2 separate regions of the Sus scrofa genome follow, and region 2 is linked to region 1. A link is a contact called in public Hi-C data. All regions are on one chromosome and are shown on one strand. The core of a region is the stretch at or near the end of the contact, and the rest is flanking DNA. Distances in the headings are between cores, read along the strand shown. Region 1 overlaps POC1B (POC1 centriolar protein homolog B). Region 2 overlaps LOC110260801 (a long non-coding RNA gene).

The links. Hi-C and Micro-C count contacts between places; a contact is called where the count stands out from the background.
Region 2: a contact with region 1 is called in a Hi-C map of liver, with 5 times the contacts expected there. The contact joins two enhancer-like sites. A contact is called at or near these places in 1 of 5 promoter capture datasets (liver), 7 of 47 Hi-C or Micro-C datasets (embryonic fibroblasts, fetal liver and liver) and 2 of 2 datasets of contacts at active chromatin or transcription factors (alveolar macrophages and skeletal muscle).

What each region holds. Positions count from the first base shown.
Region 1 is chr5:93,184,899-93,189,326 of Sscrofa11.1, reverse strand. It overlaps POC1B (POC1 centriolar protein homolog B), which reads right to left. Exons shown (of 12, transcript XM_021092774.1): 10 at 1,965-2,045. Among named protein-coding and RNA genes, the nearest start is that of GALNT4, 54 kb to the right of the region's middle. Within about 2 kb of position 1,811, at least 6 of the 83 cell types and tissues checked have an H3K27ac peak or open chromatin away from gene starts, as enhancers often do. A contact at or near this core is called in alveolar macrophages and liver, where this site is marked.
Region 2 is chr5:93,271,932-93,276,359 of Sscrofa11.1, reverse strand. All of the region lies in intron 1 of LOC110260801 (a long non-coding RNA gene), which reads left to right. Among named protein-coding and RNA genes, the nearest start is that of DUSP6, 29 kb to the left of the region's middle. Within about 2 kb of position 2,124, at least 19 of the 83 cell types and tissues checked have an H3K27ac peak or open chromatin away from gene starts, as enhancers often do. A contact at or near this core is called in alveolar macrophages and liver, where this site is marked.

The sequences.
Region 1 (4,428 bases), core at 562-3,061:
AAATAAATAAAATCAGGATTCTCTATGGCTTGCCTGGAGGCAAGCAGCTAAAACAAACAAACAAAAACTACTTTCCTGGGACTCCACTAGCCAAACCAATTTATAGCAAACGAGTTTTTGTTTTCTGCATTTTCTTGTTTGTTTTTATTTTTATGTGGCATCAAGCACACAACTCAAAGGAACCGTGGGGAATCTTTCTGTAATGCTTATATATTGGGTTGAGCTGTGGGAAATCACTGGTGCTGGATTGTTTTTGCCTACAAGCTGGCAATTTCAAATAATTCAGCCTAACGTTATCCCTTATATGGATACTAACTGTCTTCTTTGGTCCTATTATTCTGTTTTGTAACACAACTGCAAACGTATCATGTGTTTATTATAAGAATTGTCTCCTTGAAATCCCACATACATTGTATGCCTGAGTTAGGGTCGTACAGCGCAGACACTTGACTATGACACTGCTGCATGACCACCCAGGGACAGACACCCTGCTGTCACTTGCTGGGTGGCAGTTATAACCTCCTCCATTGCACACTATGGAGAACACCTGGATCGCTCAGGTCAATGAGGCTTTGCAAAGTTTGAAGGGTTCTGGCGGGGAGAGAGAGTCTCAGAGCACAGAACAAAGGCTTTTGATGATCTCTGATATCTTCTAGGCCAGAAACACCCAAGTGTAGCCTACCAACCACCTCACAAGGAAGCAGCACATCTCAAAACAACCTATCTTTTGCTCCTCTCACTACTGGAACAAAAACGCAACTCACCAGAATTTGCACATTTCAACAGCATGCCTTTTGAGCAGTTCCTCAAACATAAAGGTATGGAGCACCTACTATAAGCCATGCACTGTGGCAAGAATTCAATGTCTAGTTAGTTTTTTATGTCATTAAGTTATTAATGCAGGGAAACATTTATAAAGTTATTTTTAAGCACAAAGAATGTAGAGATGAGACCACAGATTCACGTAAGGTCCTAGGTGTCCCCAATGATTCTTGGGCTTCTCTTAGACAATCAGCCCCCACTCGACCCCCTAGCTGATTTCCTGTCTTTGGAACCTCTCACAAGTGATCTAGGAGTCTTCTCTGCCGTGGAATTAACACTGAAAAGACCCTTTAATAAGCAGACTTCTTTCTGGTACACGACAGACTCAAGGTAGGCTAGTCCTCTTCAGAACTCCTCTACACTGAATACAATTCTTGGGATCCACTGCAGAGGCTGCACTGTTGTAATGCCAAGTGTTTGTTGCTTGTTTGTTCTCTTGTTTGGCCATGTATTAATAATTTACCCGACACACTGGACAATGCTGACACCATCCCAGTGGCGTTGCCGAAGACCACACCACTCCTCCCGTTCGATTTAATGTCTGGTTTTGCCCTGACCAGCAGACTCGATGGCAGAGACGATCTGCTTTGCAAGGACTGAGCACAGGCAAAATGAAAAGCTAAACTCTCAATTTCTGAAGACGTTGGATACACTGAGTAAATAAATTATATGTATATAGTTTTTTAGAACAGCATTGCAAGTGTTAAAAATACCTCTTAATTCCTGTATTATCCATCAAGATAGATGAACAAAGAGAAATGACTGCTTTTCTTTCAGGTTCTAAGGAGACTAGACATAAGTTTAGCACCTTTTGAAGGCAATTACCAAAGAAGGAAATCTGCTATGAGACAGCAAGTGAAATGTCACACGGGGCGGTCGGGGGGCGGGAAGCACCTTAGGAAATGCGACAATGAGTATGGATTCCACTGTGCTCAAGGTTGTCCCATTAAAGCTTTTGGAAACTGGCGAAGCTCCCCCTTGTGGCTATTTAGATACACTGTAAATACAACTTTTTGAACAAGGCTATTTCTATGCTGTTAGGCTATTTAGCCCATTTGTTTTCTTCTCTCCCACATACTTTTTAAGGAAAATAGACTGTGCCAAACAATTAAAACACCACTCAAATGCCAAATAAAACTTACTGTAGTAGAATCAAAAGAAAGGATGTCCACAACAGGGGGAGCGGAGGTCTGCAAATCGATTACATCAAGCTTTGGATTAATCTGTGTACACACGTTAAAAAAAACTAATATTAGATTTTTATGCCATAAGAAACCAGAAGCCATCTGTAACAATCTAGGGGGTATTTCCTAATATATTCTAAAACTAAAATATAATGGTATATTCACTAATATGGATACAAAAACTTTCACTAAAATATTAGTCTATCAAGTCTAATATATAAGAAAAGATCATCCTAACCCAGACGAACTTATCCCAGGAATAAAAAGCTGCTTTTACATTCGAAAATAAGTGAGATTCATCTACAAAGGGATTTTAAAAATAAAATAAAATGACCCACCTCAAAAGATGCAGAAAAAAGTCCTAGCCAGTTCATTAAGATAAGAAAAGGAAATAAAAGCATTAAGAGGTAAGAATTTGAAGAGAAGAAATAGAAATTGTCATTCATATATAAAGACATCTCCACAGAAGTTACTGCTAAATCATTAAAACAAATAAGGCAGTTTACTAGATCCAAAATCAATACAGGAAAACCAAGTGTATGTCTGCATTTCAGTACGCAATTAGAAAATGTAAATTAAAAAAAAAACATTTACAATATCATAAAATTTTTAAATACATCCGAAAAAACAAAGATGCATAAGACATCTATGAAAAAAAAAAAAAAACTCATGTAAAGTCAATAAAGAAGTTTCACATAAATAGAAGGTTGTACCATCAAGAGCTCAGAAGCAGAGCCCTGTATATACAGAAAAGAAATACAAAAGAAAAGCGATGTCACAAGTCAGAAGAGGAAAGATGATTTTTACCTGAGAAAACTAGTTCAATAAATGATCCCTGCCTAATATTACATACAAAGATGGACAGCAGATAAATTAGATACCTAGAAGTTATTTAAAACTGTAAAATTTATGGGAGTAAATGTAGGAAAATATCTTTCTGGCTTAGGGTAGAGAAAGACGTCTTAAACAAAAGCTTCGAAAAGGAAAACCATAAGGCAAAAAAAAAAAAAAAATTGATCCATCTGATTACATTAAAATTAAGGATTTCTGTTTAACAATGGAAACCACAAAGTTAACAATCAGATAATGGAACAGGAAGAGATTCTACGTCTAAAACTGAAAAAGGACAAATAGCTACAATATATATAAGAAAAACCTACTAATCAACGTGCAAAGAATGGCAATCCCAAGTAAAAATTATAATCTAAGAGTTATCTAGACTATGGAGAGATTTTCAGAAACATTAGCAGTAATTAGAAAAGGAAAGATTAAAGCAAAATGCTACTTAATACCCATTAGATTGCAAAAGCTAAAAAGCTTAGTGATGCTGACACTGTTTATAGCAACAAAGTTTGTAATGGCAAAAATGAACACAAATCACAGTCAGAAATCCCTAAATGTTCATCAAGAGTAGAAGAGATTCACAAATCACGAGAATTACTACTGTAGTAAATTCACTGGGATCCTATACAGCAGTGAAAATGAATGAAATTCATATGAATCTCAGGATTTTAGTGTTAAGTGAAAAAGCAGGCTATAGAAAAATATATGCAGTATGATTCTATTTATATAAAGTTTAAGGGAATTCCCATCGTGGCACAGTGGAAATGAATCCGACTTGGAACCATGAGGTTGTGGGTTCAATCCCTGACCTTGCTCAGAGGGTTAAGGATCCGGCGTTGCTGTGAGCTGTGGTGTAGGTCGCAGATGCGGCTCAGATCCTGCGTTACTGTGGCTCTGGTGTAGGCTGGCAGCTACAGCTCCAAATAGACCCCTAGCCTGGGAACCTCCATATGCCATGGGTGCGGCTCTAAAAACAGAAGGAAAAAAAATTTTTTCAAATAAAGTTTAAAATTATCCAAAATGAAAAAATATCTAATCACTGATTTAAACATTTATAGTAAAATTAAAAAGAAAAGCAAGGGAATAACCAACTAGGGTAGCCACTGACTCTGAGGGTGGTTATTTCAGAATTCAGAGAGAAAAAAAAAAAAAAGAGAGAGAGAGAAAGAAAGAAATCACATGATCACTAATTATTTATTGAACATTATGAATACAAAGACGTAAACAAGGGCAGCTTAAGGAGTGGAACTTGGTATCAAATAAATGGTGCCAAAAGCAAGTGCCCTGGTGAACCTCAAAGGAGAAACTGTTGACTGAACACTTGGTGAGAAAGGCTTCCCATGGAGGAAACGGAGCCTGAGAGAGTTCCTTTTAAAAAGGTTTAGAAAACAAAGAGAGAGACAGAGATGAGGGTACGTGCAGCTCGGGGCATAGAGGCAGAACGCGGACACGATACTTGTGCACTGGGCAGCAGCAAGAGTGGTTGGCGAGGGTCAAATCGTGGGGGTGACGGAACGTGGGAAGGCCCAGAAACACTGGAGGCGCGAATGTGCTCTAAGAAGATTACTCTGACAGGGGC
Region 2 (4,428 bases), core at 875-3,374, 87 kb before region 1:
TTCCAGCAGGAGTCTCCAATCCCACCTGGGTCTGTTCTGATAAGAGCAAACCTGGCGAATGATCATCTGTTTCATAATAGCATATTTATCTCAAGCTTTCAGGGGAGTCATCTTTGAAAAAACTCATCAGCAGAAAGTTAACTGTTGTAATAAACTGATGTTGATGGTACAGGTTTTATTACTTTTGTTGTTTCGGTGGTTTTTCTTTTCTTCTTTTTTTAAGAGCTCAATAAACCACACTGAATGTTAACAATCCATTGGCTCTAAAGGGAACGGTTTTCGCTCCCAGAAAATTCATTTTGCCTCCCCAATCTGAACCTATAAACACAAAAGCTTTTTTGTCTTCTAAAAAGGCTTAGCCTTAGTTGTTTCCACAAGATCAGCCCCATTGATCTGAAGCACCTGTGCTTCTAGAAAATGTAGGACATTATCCCTTTTGACCATTTGTCCAGGAAGCTGTGCTTGGACTAATGTTATTTGTCCAGCTGGGTATTCTGATCAGGACAGCAAAGATCAAAGCAGTTGAGGATTGTGTAACCTGGAAAGCTCTGTCCTGATAACCAAGCCTGGAGCGTACGGGTCTGATTATAAAACTCCCTGTTATTTATCCTTTTAGGACCCTGATACGTGGAAGGCAGTGCTGTCTGTAAGGGCCACAACCCACTTCACGGATTCCTAGGACCACTTTTAGGTCGTGCTGTAGTTCTGCTTCGTTTTCTACATAGGGAGCACCCAGAAAGCACGAGATGAAAACCCAAAGTGCAGTTATCAGTGCGGAGACCCTGAGATGGTTAAGAGAACAACGAACAGGGAGGAGGCCTTTGGAACCGCGTGCCCCTCCCCTCCTGGACAGGCCCCCTCCAGCCCTCCCCCAGGGAAGACGGTGCTGCAACAGCATCCCCTTGCCGCTCCCTGCTCCTGCACGCACCCCAAGGGCGGGAAGGCCGTGGTGAGCACAGGAAAAGACACTCATGGGGGAAACAGCCCTGGGTGTTCAGTGAAAGCAGGAGGGTTGGGGCTGGGAAGGCCAAAACAGGAAGAGGAAAAATACAGGACAGTCTGGCAAGAAAGGAAACACTCAAAGAGCCAAGAAAGTAATAGTAAAAACGATGGGATTGCATCGTGTGTATGACACTTTTGGACATGGTGAAGCCCTACAGGATTCAAAGACTCTTTCATTCAATAACAAATGTGCAAATGCTGTTCAACCTAATTTTTTTATTTAAAAATTTTGATTAAACAATTTAAAATTCTTACATAGCAATTTTCATTTTTTTTTTATTTAACAAGTTTTTATTAAAGCGTAGGGGGGTTTTGTTTGTTTTTCTTTTGGGGGCCACACTTGCAGCATATGGAGGTTTCCAGGCCAGGGGTCAAATCTGAGCTGCAGCTGCCGGTCTGTGCCACCTGCCACAGCAACGCTGGATCTGAGCTGCATCTGTGACTCTGCCACAGCTCACAGCAGCGCCAGATGCTTAACCCACGGAGCCAGGCCAGGGATCGAACCCAAATCCTCATGGATACTAGTGGGGTTCTTAACCCACTGAGCCATGATGGGAACTTGATTTATATTGTGTCAGTTTCTGCAGTACAGCAGAGTGACCTGGTCACTCACACACACACACACACACACACACACACACACACACACACTCCTTTTCTCATATTCCACCATGGTCTATCCCAAGAGACTGGATATGCTATAGTAGGATCTCATTTCTTATCCATTATAAGTCTCCCATTTTTAATTTAAAAATGAAAATAAAAATAAAAAGCTACAGCCTATATTGACCTGAGAAGCCAGGAGCTGAAGGGAGCCTTCGAAACTAGAAAGATGCAGGAGTGGCAGGCCCTGTGGGGAGCTCCCGAAGCTTTCCCTGACAGGGCCAGGCGCAGAGAGGGGAGAATCCTTTCCCACCAGGCACCTCCCAGCCTGGCAAACGCTGGCTGGCTGCGCGATGCTGGCCTCGCCCTGCTCGTTGGAAAAGAGCTTACAGGGAGGTGGGAGGGGAGGGATTGCAGAGAACCTGCTGGGGTGCCTCTTCCCTTTCTGAGTTTGAAAGCTTCTCAGGGAACTTTAAAGGCTGACAGCTAAATTTAATCAGAGTTAAACCATTGCAATGAAGTTCTTATGCAACACACATGACATGTGGCTCTGCCAGAACTTTCCCTACAAGGTAACGGTACAGACTCCTAGGAGCAGCCAGGCAGTTTGGAAATGAGTTCAGGGGAGCCAGGAAATGTGAAAATAGGGTTCATTGCTAATATCTCTTTCGGGGACTCAGGGCCTGCGGGTTCACCCGGCAGCGTTTCGCAGCTGGTATTCTGTAACCACAGCGCTCTGTTGCCGCAGTTTGGTGAAATTCTTCATACATGGCATCTTGACTGCATTCTATATTTAAGACAGTCTCCCCCCCCCCCCTCGGGAGCCTTCAAATGTTTTCTGCAAAAGGAGCTTGCATAAATGTTACAACCAGCGACTTGGACTGAATGAAACAGAACATTCGTTTGTTTCCAGAGTCATCGACAACCTGATTCTGGGCCAGTTCTGTCTTTTGAGAAAGTGGACAGGTCCGCCTCTGGTTCACACTGGCTTGCCACATGATCTGTTTTCTTTACAAACAGATGTTAAGCCAACAGTGCTATGTCATGTCCCTGTGACAAGGTCTGATGAGAAGGCCACTTTTCCTCTGAGGTGGTCCTCTCCCCAACCTGTTACCCCCATCCAACCGTGACAAAAACATCAGACAAACCCAAACTGAAACTTTCTATGTGTCACATGACCTTTACTCCTTAAATTGTGAAGGTCAATCCCAAATGGGAAAGCCTGGGAAACTGTCACCGTCTAGACAGCGAGAAGAGACATGCAACTCGATGGGAACATACAAGGATAGTAGGTGAAAACTAGGGAAATTTGAATAAAGTAGGGTCTCTAATCACTGGTACTACATTATTTTTGGTTCCTTCGTTGTGACAGATGTTCCATGCAGATGTCAGATGTAAACAGTGGGGAAACTGAGTGTGAGGGACATGGAACTGGCGGTGTTAAGATAGTTCATAATACACTGTCTGTCTGTGAAGATAGCTTCACAACTTTTCCATAAATCTAAAACTCTTCTAAAATTGTTTACTAAAAATGTAAATGCTGGAGTTCCCGTTGTGGCTCAGCAGACACGGATCTGACTAGCATCCATGAGGGATGCAGGTTCCATCCCTGGCCTCTCTCAGTGGGTTAAGGACCCGGCGTTGCTGTGAGCTGTGGTGTAGGTCGCAAGACAAGGCTTGGATCTGGCGTGGCTGTGGGGTGTGTGTCTGGGGTGTGGGCCAGCAGCTGTAGCTCTGATTCAGCCCCTAACTTGGGAACCTCCATGTGCCATGGATGCAGCCCTAGAAAGACCAAAACGTAGAATAAAAATAAAAATAAATGCTCAAAGTTAGCTTGGCCTGTGGTTCAGCAAAACCTGTCGTTTAAGTCCATTCCTGTTTCCATTTCTGTCCCGACGGTCTCATTATTCCTGATATTTTACCAGGAGGAAAATGGAAACACAAAGATGGGACGGAAGGCAAGGTGTGGGATGCTGCGGTAAGGGGGAAGTGTCTCTTCTAGAACTCGGCTTCTTGGTTGTCCACTCAAGTACCTGGCCTGTGGGCTTTGCCCAGCTCTATCCTGCCAGGATGCTAGGTAAGAAAGGGTTGTTACCTTTTTAAGGCTCTATCTCTTTCAGCAGGATATTTTGGAGAGAAGAAAGCAAGTCCTAGAGAATGATTTTTTACGATGGTGGAATTTCCAGAAAAAAAATACAGATGATTAGAGATAGAGAAGGGCTCCACTGGTCCACAAGCCCTTTCTGCCCATGGGGCTAGTCCCTGGCCATATGACAGAGTCAGCAGTCAGTATTAGGGCCATGGCCATAAATCCTGATGCCTAAGGTCAGTGACTCTCCGCAGTCCATCAGGGATAACGTGACTTCTCATTTCACACAATGACCTGTGTCATTGTCAGTGTGGGGTGAGTCCTGGAGTGCGTGTCTGCAGGAGGCTGGAATCAGCCCTGCAGAGATGACCTGTTACCTTGCTTTTTTGGTCTTTACCTGCCTGAACGTTGTCACCAGCTATCTAACCAAATCCTGCAACTGCTGTAACAACGGCATGGCAGACTTTGGACTCATAAAACCCTGAGTTCAAGCCCCCACTTGTAAACTTGCCACTTCCTGGCTGTGTGACCTAGGTCAGGCTACTTAATCTCGCTGCTGTTCAGATTTTCCAGCAGGAGCAAGGCTGCCTGTGGTCCTGCCTTGAAGGATTGGCATGAGGGTTAGCGTCACTGGATGTATGAGAGCTCCTTGCCCAATGTCTGGAATACGGTGGGCGCTGAACGAATATTCTTTTCCTTCCATTCTCGCAGAGCCAGGATAGTGGAGACAGGCA